2 separate regions of the Gossypium hirsutum genome follow, and region 2 is linked to region 1. The links are chromatin contacts, called in public Hi-C maps. All regions are on one chromosome and are shown on one strand. The core of a region is the stretch at or near the end of the contact, and the rest is flanking DNA. Distances in the headings are between cores, read along the strand shown. Region 1 holds the start of LOC107915786 (ras-related protein RABC2a). Region 2 holds the start of LOC107915794 (glycine-rich RNA-binding protein RZ1C).

Region 1 (5,454 bases), core at 899-3,398:
CAAAAATAGTCAAAGGGGCTGAGCTCACTCACTGTGTTGTACGGAACGTGTCAAGAAGGTAGGCCTTTTACATGGCGACGTGGCATGGTTTGGAACAAATTGATAACCTATGCATATTTTGTCAAAATAATTTTTATTGTATTTTTAAATTTTTTTATCATCAATTTTTGTTTTTCTTAAATTATTTTTTCAATATATTTAATGAAAGTATCGTTAAAAATGTTATCAAAGATGACGTGGAATTTTATATATGGAATATATTTTTAATGAGATGTAATTTATTATTTAAATAACCCTATGAGATAATTACATCTGAAAAATAATAAAATAAATAATACATGAAATTTTTAAAAAATAACTCGAAAATAAACATAATTATCTAAAAAAATTAATTCAATAGAAAAACCTATTAGTAAACAAACTTATGAAAAATTAAAACCTTTTGAAAAGAAAGATTGAAACATTGAATTTATTCATTAAATCTGTTAGAAACAGTAGTTTGAAAAAAAAATCAAAAGTTGATAGCATAAAAAGCTCAAAAATACAATTAATATCATTTTGACAAAACATACAAACGTTAGTGATCAAATTTATAATTAAGTCAATTTAAAATTCCCCTACCTTTTTAATATTGAAATTGGGGCAATAGCTCTTCTATGGCACGCTCCAGGTGCTCGTGGAAAGGTATTATAAAAGTTTTTATAGTAGGAGTTAAATTATATTTTATCTTTTTTTATTGACAAAATAGGTAAAGTGGTTCTTATATGTTAGATTAAAGAGCAAATTAGTCCTTTTGGTTAAAAATTCCATCAATTTCTATATTAAAAATTTATCATTGTATGTCAGAATGAGGTACATATAGTTGTCTGCTTATTTTGTCAACCACATCAATTTTTAACAATGAAAATTTATGAAATTATGAGCTTATCTTTTGATCTAATATACAAAAATAAATTTATTCATTTTTTAAATAATACAATGAAATCTCTATAATATTTTTACCATGCACATCAAGTGTTTGTACTTTTGTTTAGGTGAAATTTCCTTTAGAAATAATAATAAAAAAAGAACCATGGTTGTTGTTGACATAGGTACAATTAAATTAATGGATATTTGCAATGTGAGTGAAAAATTATATAATAGATATATTATTAAAAATTTATTTAAAAAAGTTCAATCAATGTTTCGGTTATACGGATAAAGTTAACTATTTTTTATATATGATGTTACGAGTTTAGATCTCATTCTAATCAATTTTTTATCAATTTATTATATAAAAAACAAAAACATCCTCATTTAAAATATAACTTAATTTATATATGAGAGGATATTTTAATGTTTTCATAATTTAGTTAGTGTCTGATTTATTCGTGATACCAATTTAAAAAAAAGAGAGTATAGATTAATTAAATTTAAATATAGTAAAATATTTTACTTATTTTAAATATTAAAAGTAAATTCTTTAAAAGATTTTAGTTAAAGATAGAAGATATTTAAAAGATTAAAATATGCTAAAAATCCTTATATTTATCATAAAATTTAAATTTAGTCCCTGGAAAGGGTTTTGAGAAAAAAAAAACTATGAAGAGTTCCGTTGAGACAAGCAAAATTTAACCGAGGTGAAGACAAAATTATTAAATGCCAAAAATCCGGCCACAGATTTTTTTTTTTTTTAAATTAAGTGATATTTGCAAAGCAATCTAAATGGGGAGCCCACATATTACACCTGCGAGGGGGGAGCGTGGAACAATGACAACCCGGAAAATCATGCTTTACCTAAATCAATTTTATTATATATATTATAAAAATTTATAAAACAGATTAAAGTCTAAATTGATGTCTAATTTTAAAATAATCCATATTTTATATATGCTTTAACATTTACATTTAGCCGACGATGATATTGTAAAGGTAAGAAAATGTGCGTTTGAGTGCGTTGAAGCATATTATTCTTTTATTTAAGGAATGATATTTGATACATAGGTCATGAAGAAATTGATAAGTATTATAAACGGGTATAATAATTAAAAAATAAATATTTAAAAATAATATTTTTTTTGTTTAAAAAAAATCCGTACTTAAAAAAATAAGCAAAAGAAAAAACAAAATTATATATTTGAAAGAAAAGAAGAACAAAATTATTAAGAAACACTCCCCGCCAACCCCACCATTGTCTCTATCTATTGTCTACTACTACCTGAGGAAATTTCCTTATTTCATTCAAAATATTTTTACTTTCTTTTTTCTGGTTGTTGATTATCAGAGAAGAACAAAAGGAGATTAAGTTTTTTATTTGTTGTACCTGAGAAAAAAAAAATGTTGGGTTCTTCTTCTTCTTCTTCAAAGGGAGGAGGGAACAACAACTGTGACTATTCATTTAAGATATTATTGATTGGTGATTCTGGAGTTGGCAAAAGTAGTTTACTTGTTACTTTCATCTCTAACTTTGTTCATGATCTTTCTCCCACCATAGGTAACTCCTCTACTCTCTCTTTCGACTCCTTTATTTTGTATTTTTGCCATCATTTTGTATTTTGCTTGTTGGTTTTTGCCTTTGGAATTCACACCCAGAATTTGCTTTGAATTTTTCAAAACTTTTTTTGACAATAATTTTAGAAAGGGTTGTTTTTATGTATTGGGTTGGGAAAGGATTGAGGAAAAGGGATTAAAAGGAATACTTTTTTTTGTTTTTCAATTGTTTAGGGAGTTAAGATGAGGGAAAAACAATGAACCAACCAACTTCCTTTCATTTAAGCTAAAATTCTTTCCAAGTAGTTATGTTAATTGTTAAGTTTAGCCTTATATTATTCAGGAAATAGGTTCAATGGTTTAGGTTTCATCATTTTCGAATGGACTAAACAGAAATTTCTTCATTTTTTGGGGGTCAAAGTGCAATTTTACCGTATATTAACTTAAATTTTCATTATCTATAAAAGGACTAAATTGCATGATTTTTGTTTTGGGGAATTCGTCCCTGGCTCTAGCTTAATTAGCAATGATGGAACAGTGAACAGATAATAGCATAGGCAATTGTAAATTTGTAACTGAGTAGATAATTGTAAATTTTAGGCATGGAAATTAATTCAATTATCCTTGGAGCAAATTTTTGCACTTAGGTTTGGACTCTGGGGCCCCTTCTTTGTCGTAGCAGAAAAAAGGTTTGAAAGGAAATGCATGGCTTGGTAGTGGTAAGAGGAAACTAACATGGGAAAAGCAATGCCTTTTCTTTGTATTTTGTGTTCATCATCTTGTCCCATGCATTAGAAATATCTCTGTTTCTATCTTCAGCTTTTATGTCATATTTTTATTGAGTTCTTTTGAATGTTTTCAAGGGGTGGATTTCAAAATCAAGATGGTCACAATTGGTGGGAAAAGATTGAAACTTACAATCTGGGACACAGGTAAAATTGATATGATAAAGCCAACACTTTGCAACTAGTTCTTACTTGGACCTATATTTTTTCTGCTGTTACCCTTGTGTATATTGTTAGTTGCACGGGTGGTTTGCATGCGATAGGCTTGGAGTTGATGCTACTGATTTGTTTTGCTGAACTCCTCTGGAGTCTTCATTGAGAGAAAGAAAGTGGGGTTTGTAATGGTTTCGTCCTTGTTAGAACACGGAATAAAGGTTTAAGAATGTGTTTGAGTATTTACTTTCGGAAGTTAAGGCCGAACATATTGCTGAATGATACTAGTAGGATAGCAAATGTCCCTTAAAGAGTGATAAAATCTAATGAATGCTTCTAAGGTGGCCAAAGAAAGCTTATTAAGTTGCATGAAAAAGGACATCCAGGCCTACAATTTCTGAAACTGATGTACTTGTTATCCAGTGAAAGAGCAAGCATACCATCCCCTAAAATATGCAGTCATCAATGCTATCTTCACTCCCATGAGCAGAAGATCAGTCGCGTATGCTTCAGCAGTAATTGCATCGGGATTATTGCATCCTCACAACATTTACAGCAGTACCAAAATTTATTTTCTTCCCGATAACAAGTACATCAGAAGCTTAGCCTTTAAGCTCGGATATATCTTCCGTACTTTCCATTAGAAGAAAAAGAATCATCTGACATGATCCTTGTTGTTCGGTATAATTTTATTTCTTAGAGTAACCTAATGATGGAGAAGTTCTTCCAGATTTTGTTCTACATCACTTCTTTTGCTACGGAATCAGAGCTCGCAACTTACATGCACCTAGTTCTCATTTTAATTGTATCTTTTACCTATTGCAGCTGGTCAGGAGAGATTTGGAACATTAACTAGCTCGTACTATAGGGGTGCACACGGGATTATCCTTGGTATGTCCTTGCAAATTTAAAACATTTAGTCCTGAATATTTGTTACTGATTTTATTTTGCTGAATATATGTCAATGGATGATACTTCGTAGTTTATGCATTGGGCAAACTACAAGAACTTTGAACCATTCTTTATGTGGTATTTGTCATTACGATTATGCATGCCGGGGATCTTTAATCATCATATGGTCGAAATAGATGTATTACTAATATTTGTGAGGGCTATTATGATGCCATTCCTGCTTGCATAGCTAAATTACGGGAACTTAAACCCTTTTTTCTTTGTTATTTTGAAGTATATGACGTGACTCGGCGTGAAACCTTCACCAACTTATCTGAAGTTTGGGCAAAGGAAGTCGAGCTCTACTCCACTAATCAAGAGTGTATCAAAGTTCTGGTTGGCAACAAAGTTGACAGGGTAAGCCCTATAAAATTGTTAATCATCGGAATAAGGCAGTGCTTGGTTATTCTTTTACTAGGTAAAAGATGCTTAATCGAATATATATCTTGTTCTTATGAAATAGAAATGTGCCATTTTCAGGACAGTGAAAGGGCTGTAACTCAAGAAGAGGGTATGGCTCTTGCGCAGCAGCTTAAATGTTCTTTTCTCGAATGCAGTGCTAGAACCAGAGCAAATGTGCATCAATGCTTTAAAGATCTCGTTTTAAAGGTAATTACCTGATGGAGAACTATTATATACGATGATGCTCACCGAGCAATTTCGAGTCCATGTTGGAAGCTTGGTTGTGACCTATGCTAATGCATTCTATCGGTTCACAGATTCTCGAGGTACCTACTTTATTGGAGAAAGGATCGACGGCGGTCAAGAAACAGATTTTGCAGCAGAAACAAGTACGGAAACCACCCGAAAGCAATACCTGCTGCTTTCAATGAACATTCTTCAACACTGGAGGTATAATCATACACAATAATATTACACCACTACATATAGAAAGTTCCACAACAGATGTTAATAGTCGCAACAAAGTTATTCCCGGACGCACCGATCGGACATCCGATCGTATGTTATAGATATAAAGATAGTTTCGTCGGAGACATCTTCATTTCTTCATTCGTAATTTTTCAAAATGTAGGGAGATGAGGTTTCATCTTAGGTTAAGGTAAATTTTTGTTTTACCATATGTTTTTTTTTTTAT
Region 2 (5,454 bases), core at 2,004-4,503, 360 kb after region 1:
ATCACCAAATAGTTCAATTTTATTATAAAAAGAAAGATGTTGAAAGGAGCATGGCATTACAGGGAAAATCGTAAAATTCATAAAATATATCAACTTTCATCTATGGAAATGAAATAAAGGGACTTCAAAATCATGGTCTGCACAATTTGTACAAATAGTAAGGGAGAAAAAACAATGAAGCATAACTTACTTTCTCCTTGTTATAGTTGGTAATGCATTGATATGTTTGCAAAGATTCTTAAAACAGAACAGAAGATGCTGCAAAATTTCCCTTTTTCTCATCTGATAAAATAGAACTCTGACCTGAACTCATTTCCCATGTGATCCAACATTCGAGTTCATGCATAAGTTATTAGCTCCATATAGTCAAACAAATGGTTTTCTTTCTGTTTTTCTGTTTCTCTGTTCCTCTTTATAAACTTACATTACCCTCAGTAAGTGTTAACAAACAATAGAACACTACGGTTTCCACGTTGGGCTAAAATCAATCCTTGCCAAGCCAAAAGCATTTTCCATATCAATGGGTTTGTCTGCAAGCTATAAAAGACAAGCCTCACCACAAGTTTCTTCGAGTGGGGAATCATGCCCAGAACTAGCTGCTTCTAGGGATTGGCTAATTCAGTCAGCAGAAATGCCAAAAGAATCAATGATGCATGATCACACTACCAGAACTTATCAAAATCAAGAGAATAACTGCTCCAGTCACCATGAAGTTCAAAGAAATTCATATCCTGGTGAAGTTAGAAATTGTGGATATAATATATACTAAAATAATGTATTTCTCATGTCCATGTGCATCGGTTTAGTAGTTAAAAGCTGGTTCAGCTAACTGCCACAAGTAGTGAGTCCAATATCCTATAGTTTCAGCATTCTGGGTAAAAACAAGTGGATAACTTCGAACAGGCTCTCGTCGTAAAGCTGAGGGAGATAATACAGTCAATATAATGCTATGTGTATCAAAACATAGTGCTCCGAGTGCTCTATTATCTGCCGTACAGACGCAGTCCCAGTAAAAAGAACAACAATTTCAAGTTCCTAAGGATTTTCATCACAGACATGAGAAAAAGAACAACTTGGGGCTTGCTAAATTTTGGCTGAATGGTGATAGAAGCATGAAAGAATGACATTTGAACTTGATATACGAACACCCAAGGACCAAGTCTGCAAACTGATGCGACCTCACTTTCAGACTAGTTTAGAATATTAGATGACAGGAAAATTTACACAACTGCATCAATAGTCCAACGGAAAACAGGCACACAACTAATCTGGTACTGAACGTTTCTATTCAGAATCAATTGAGGTATTCAAAGAAAATCAAAAAAGAAATCTCGAAATAAGGCCAAAAACTGGATCTTCCACCATTGGCAAACCACATCAGCAGATACATTGCTGTCAATCCCATTCAAAACCATGTATCTCTGGCCTCAGGAAAGAAAAAAACATAATCACGCATGAGGATACAAAGCTGCTCCTTGCCATCATTTGGAACATAATGGCCTGGAAAACTGTACGCTAAAGTGTAGAGACAAATGTGGCACCACACAAGCACACTCCAAACAAAAGAGGTTATGAACGAGAGAATTGTACAGCAATGTAAAGCTCCACAAGGACTTGACAACTAAGAAAGGTCTAGAAATGCTTCCACATACCCTAGCAAAGCAAAAGACATCTTGACAAAACTCTGGTCCTCTTGGAAGGAAAAATGACACAAATCATTACTCATTTGTTGTCCATGAGAAAGAAAACAATGGTATTGCCATAAAACTTTCTGGCACTGACTTCACAAAAGCTTCCGTGTGATGCTTACCACAAACAGCCACTTAAGAAACAATCCATATTTCTTTAGACAGTCATTTCAGGCTCATCAAAAGTAAATTTCACAAATAATGCAAAAAAACTCATGGCTTGTGCCTTCATGCATGGACCCTTTAATCCAAGCAAAACTGTTTATCCACAACATAGTTTAAAATAATCAGTTTTAACTTCAGCTCCCTTCATTAATCATACCCCTTAAATAAATACTTTCTGCTTGAACATTATGTACAGAGATGACTTTGCACTTCAACTTGATGCAGTCACCCTGACCAAAAGCACTTCTTAAAAAACCCATCCACAGCATGTCAAAATATTTTTACAGCATTTCAACAAGAAAAGAAACAAGAAAAATTAATTTGATGAAGAAAAGAGAAACAAAAGCAAACTGAACAAATTATTTATAAGCCTAATATCATATATGCTTGTAAAACAAATTCTACTATTGATATATAAAAGCAGTCTCTGTTAGCAATGACGTTCTAAAATATAGATAAGAGACTAGTACCAGTGCATGCATAAAGAGCCATAGAGAATTTAACATGACAACCACCTTCCAGAAAAAGAACATTAAAATTACAAAATATTGTTGAATAATGTCAATAAGGTCTTAACATAAGGTTCCCTTATCAATAATTTGACCCAATCTTTTTTTTTCTTTAAATCCAGTGCTAGTGAACACATTCAAAACAAAGTAAATATAACCCAAAAAAAAAAAACACTTGCTTAAAGCATACAATATTCAACCAAGTTGAAGGCAAATCAACAACCCTTTTTCCCATTCACTAGCCTGTTTTTATTTAGTTAACTAAATAAGTATCTCTTTTGCTTTCTATGGCCTAAACATATATACTAGAAAAGAATAAAGAAAGCATAAATAATATTATAGTATATATAGTCAGATATATATTGGCAACCTAAAAACTCAATGTCAAGATCCACCACTGAACCGAACATAACATGAAAAGGGGAAAACCCAATAATAAAAAAACAGTTTATTATTTGAAGCACAAAAAAAAAAAGGGTAACCTGAGATTCAAGGATTTTGCCAAATGGACTAAACGCATGCTCAAGCTGTCGTTCAGTGACATCCCATGACAAACCTCCCACAAATATTCGATTCTCTTCTTTCCCCGCCATACTTTCACATATAATTTTCTTTCTTTCTTCTTCAAAAACCTGCAGATGAGAGAAAATAAAACCCAAAACAAGTTAAAAAGCTAAAATCTTTATATGTGTCCTGAGAAAATTCCTAACTTTTCCAGGAAAAGAAAAAAGAAGGGAAAAAAAATTAATTTTTGTTGTTTACCTCTTTTCTCTTGGCTCCGGGGCTGAGTGATTTTTTTTTTCTTTTTGGTATTTTTATGAGAGAGAAACCCTAGATAATTTCTAGAGACACGTGAAAAATTTTAAGCTGATCGGTTGTTGTACCTTGGGGAAAATGGGCCTTATGGTACAATACTTGTAAGCGAAAGATTGGGCCTTTATATTCTGGATTGGCCTATTAATAATTGAAAGAAAATTTTGCCACATAAAAAAAAATTCATAACTTTTAATTATCTTTTAAATTTCTTAAATATCTACTAAAAATATGTTTTGAGAATAAATTTATTATTTTTTAAATTTTTAAAAATTAATTTTCATAATAATAAAATTAAATTTCTAGTGATACTAAAATGTATTTTTATTACTTCAATATCCCTTGAATATTTTTATTTTATTATTTTAATAGATTTTTAGTTAATCTTTCTATTTGTCACTTTCAGTCTTTCTTCTTATTTTAATAAATATATATGTTCATAGAAAATAAAGAAATATCGTTGTGGAACCAAAATTACAATCCTAATTTTCAATTTTAGTTTTAACTCGATCAGTATGGACATTGTTGTCAATGCAGGAGAACATGAGTTTGAGTGCGTTGAAACAAATTGTTTTCAGGTTGAAGAAGAATTATGAATAATTCTAGGTATTATCCCAAAAAGATCAAATATGACCGAAAAATTAAAAGTCGAAGCATTGATTTGGTTATATTGGATTAAATTGTAAAAATATATTTTTAAATTTATTTGATAATTTCTGCAATATTTAAATTATTATAACATTTAACCTCTTCAATTTTATATTAAAATTCACACCAAAATTTTTATTAATTATTTATTGCATTTATCTCCTATTTAATATATAATCTTCTTTAATTGAACAAGCCGATACAACCAACCGGATCGGACGACGGTTTATATCGGTTGCGTCATCGGTTTGACCTTCACTCCCAATTTTTATCCTTGTGTAAAAGGAATGCCTTTCATTGAGAAAGAAATGATAATAAATGGCATTAAAATTATAATACAATTTCACATTTTATAATGTAAAATAATTACATCGTGAGATACATAACCTACAAATAAACTGTACAGGAATTTGAGCATTGTATCAATCAATGATTCATATGATTGAAATCATGTTATTCAGGCAGGAAGGGAAGCCTAGTAACACTTGTTCCTCCACAGCTATCAGTTAGGGGCTTTGAGCCGGTTTCGTTTCGTAAATTTGATGTAGTTTTCTGGGATTTTGATGATACCTTTTTGTTCAATCTATGAGGAAGAATTTGCAACCTTGGGTTAAGCTCAGTACCTGAGTTCTCTGCATCCAACTGATAGCTTTTGACAAGCTCAAGTTGACGGGCAATTATTTCGGAACATCTCGGGAGAAGCTCCACTGGTTCACCACCGGGAATGACGATATACTCGATCGCCAGACGAACCTCCTACAAGAAAACAAAGAGAGCTGTCGGTTAACAAGAGCTTTGTTACTTGTGGATCGCAGTTCGTTCAATGATGTTTGAGCAGAAATGATTTGATTAAACATGATAAGAGCAGCGTTTAATTATATTCTGGAATTAGGAAGTTGCAACAGTACTATTTAGCCTAGAAGTAAAGCTTATTGTTGATGTTCTTCGATGATAAGTTGAATAAGCTGTTTCTGAGCAGTCAGGTCGAGGTTAGGGTTCTTGAGAAAACAGAGATGCAGAGGTCACTGGAGGTTTCTTTACCGGGCATGCTACGGTTCATATAAGCTTAAGAGAACAGCTATTGAGCAGAACTGGCAAAACTCAAGTGGGTTTCAGTTCCTCTGTTTCCTCACCCGAGAACTTAGTAGCTTATTCAGCTGGTCATCTAAGAACATCAACACTTAATCAATGGTAACCGCAAGCATTGCTTCTGAGCTGTAATATTTATTCACCTTCACCAACAAGATTTCAAGAATAACTGAAGAATTTCAGAACTGTTACGAGTAAAGAGAACAAGGGAAAGATTTAGCACCTCTAAGGCATCGATCTCTTCTAATGTAGGTTTTCGTTTTGGTGCATCATCTTCGATCTCAATATCAGAAGAATCTCTGTCTAGAAGCCTTGACCTTGAGGCATATGATTCCCTTTCGAGAATCATGCGCACTGCTTTGACCATTTGTGCCATGGTATTTGACTGCAATCGAAGAAAACAAAATTTTATATTGATTAAGCCATTTTATATAGCACCAGTACTAACGAAAGAAGTTGGTTTTGTCAGCACAATTTTTTTGTGAAAATAGATACGAAGATACCTTAATAACAAACATTGGCAACTTGTGAAACTTTGCTAC

The links. A called contact is a pair of places that touch in the nucleus more often than the background predicts.
Region 2: a Hi-C map of leaf shows a contact between it and region 1, with 2.1 times the contacts expected there. The contact joins the promoter of LOC107915794 here to the promoter of LOC107915786 in region 1. A contact is called at or near these places in 2 of 34 Hi-C or Micro-C datasets (both in leaf).

What each region holds. Positions count from the first base shown.
Region 1 is chrD10:59,952,782-59,958,235 of Gossypium_hirsutum_v2.1, forward strand. LOC107915786 (ras-related protein RABC2a) reads left to right here and starts at 2,149. Exons shown (of 7, transcript XM_041103486.1): 1 at 2,149-2,473; 2 at 3,333-3,401; 3 at 4,233-4,298; 4 at 4,594-4,715; 5 at 4,839-4,967; 6 at 5,078-5,210. The coding sequence starts at 2,317. The coding sequence ends at 5,191.
Region 2 is chrD10:60,307,766-60,313,219 of Gossypium_hirsutum_v2.1, forward strand. LOC107915794 (glycine-rich RNA-binding protein RZ1C) reads right to left here and starts at 3,254. Exons shown (of 4, transcript XM_016844981.2): 1 at 3,125-3,254; 2 at 2,845-2,994. The coding sequence starts at 2,955. It overlaps LOC107915796 (protein SEEDLING PLASTID DEVELOPMENT 1), which reads right to left. Exons shown (of 9, transcript XM_016844984.2): 7 at 5,416-5,454; 8 at 5,136-5,297; 9 at 4,148-4,579. The coding sequence ends at 4,277.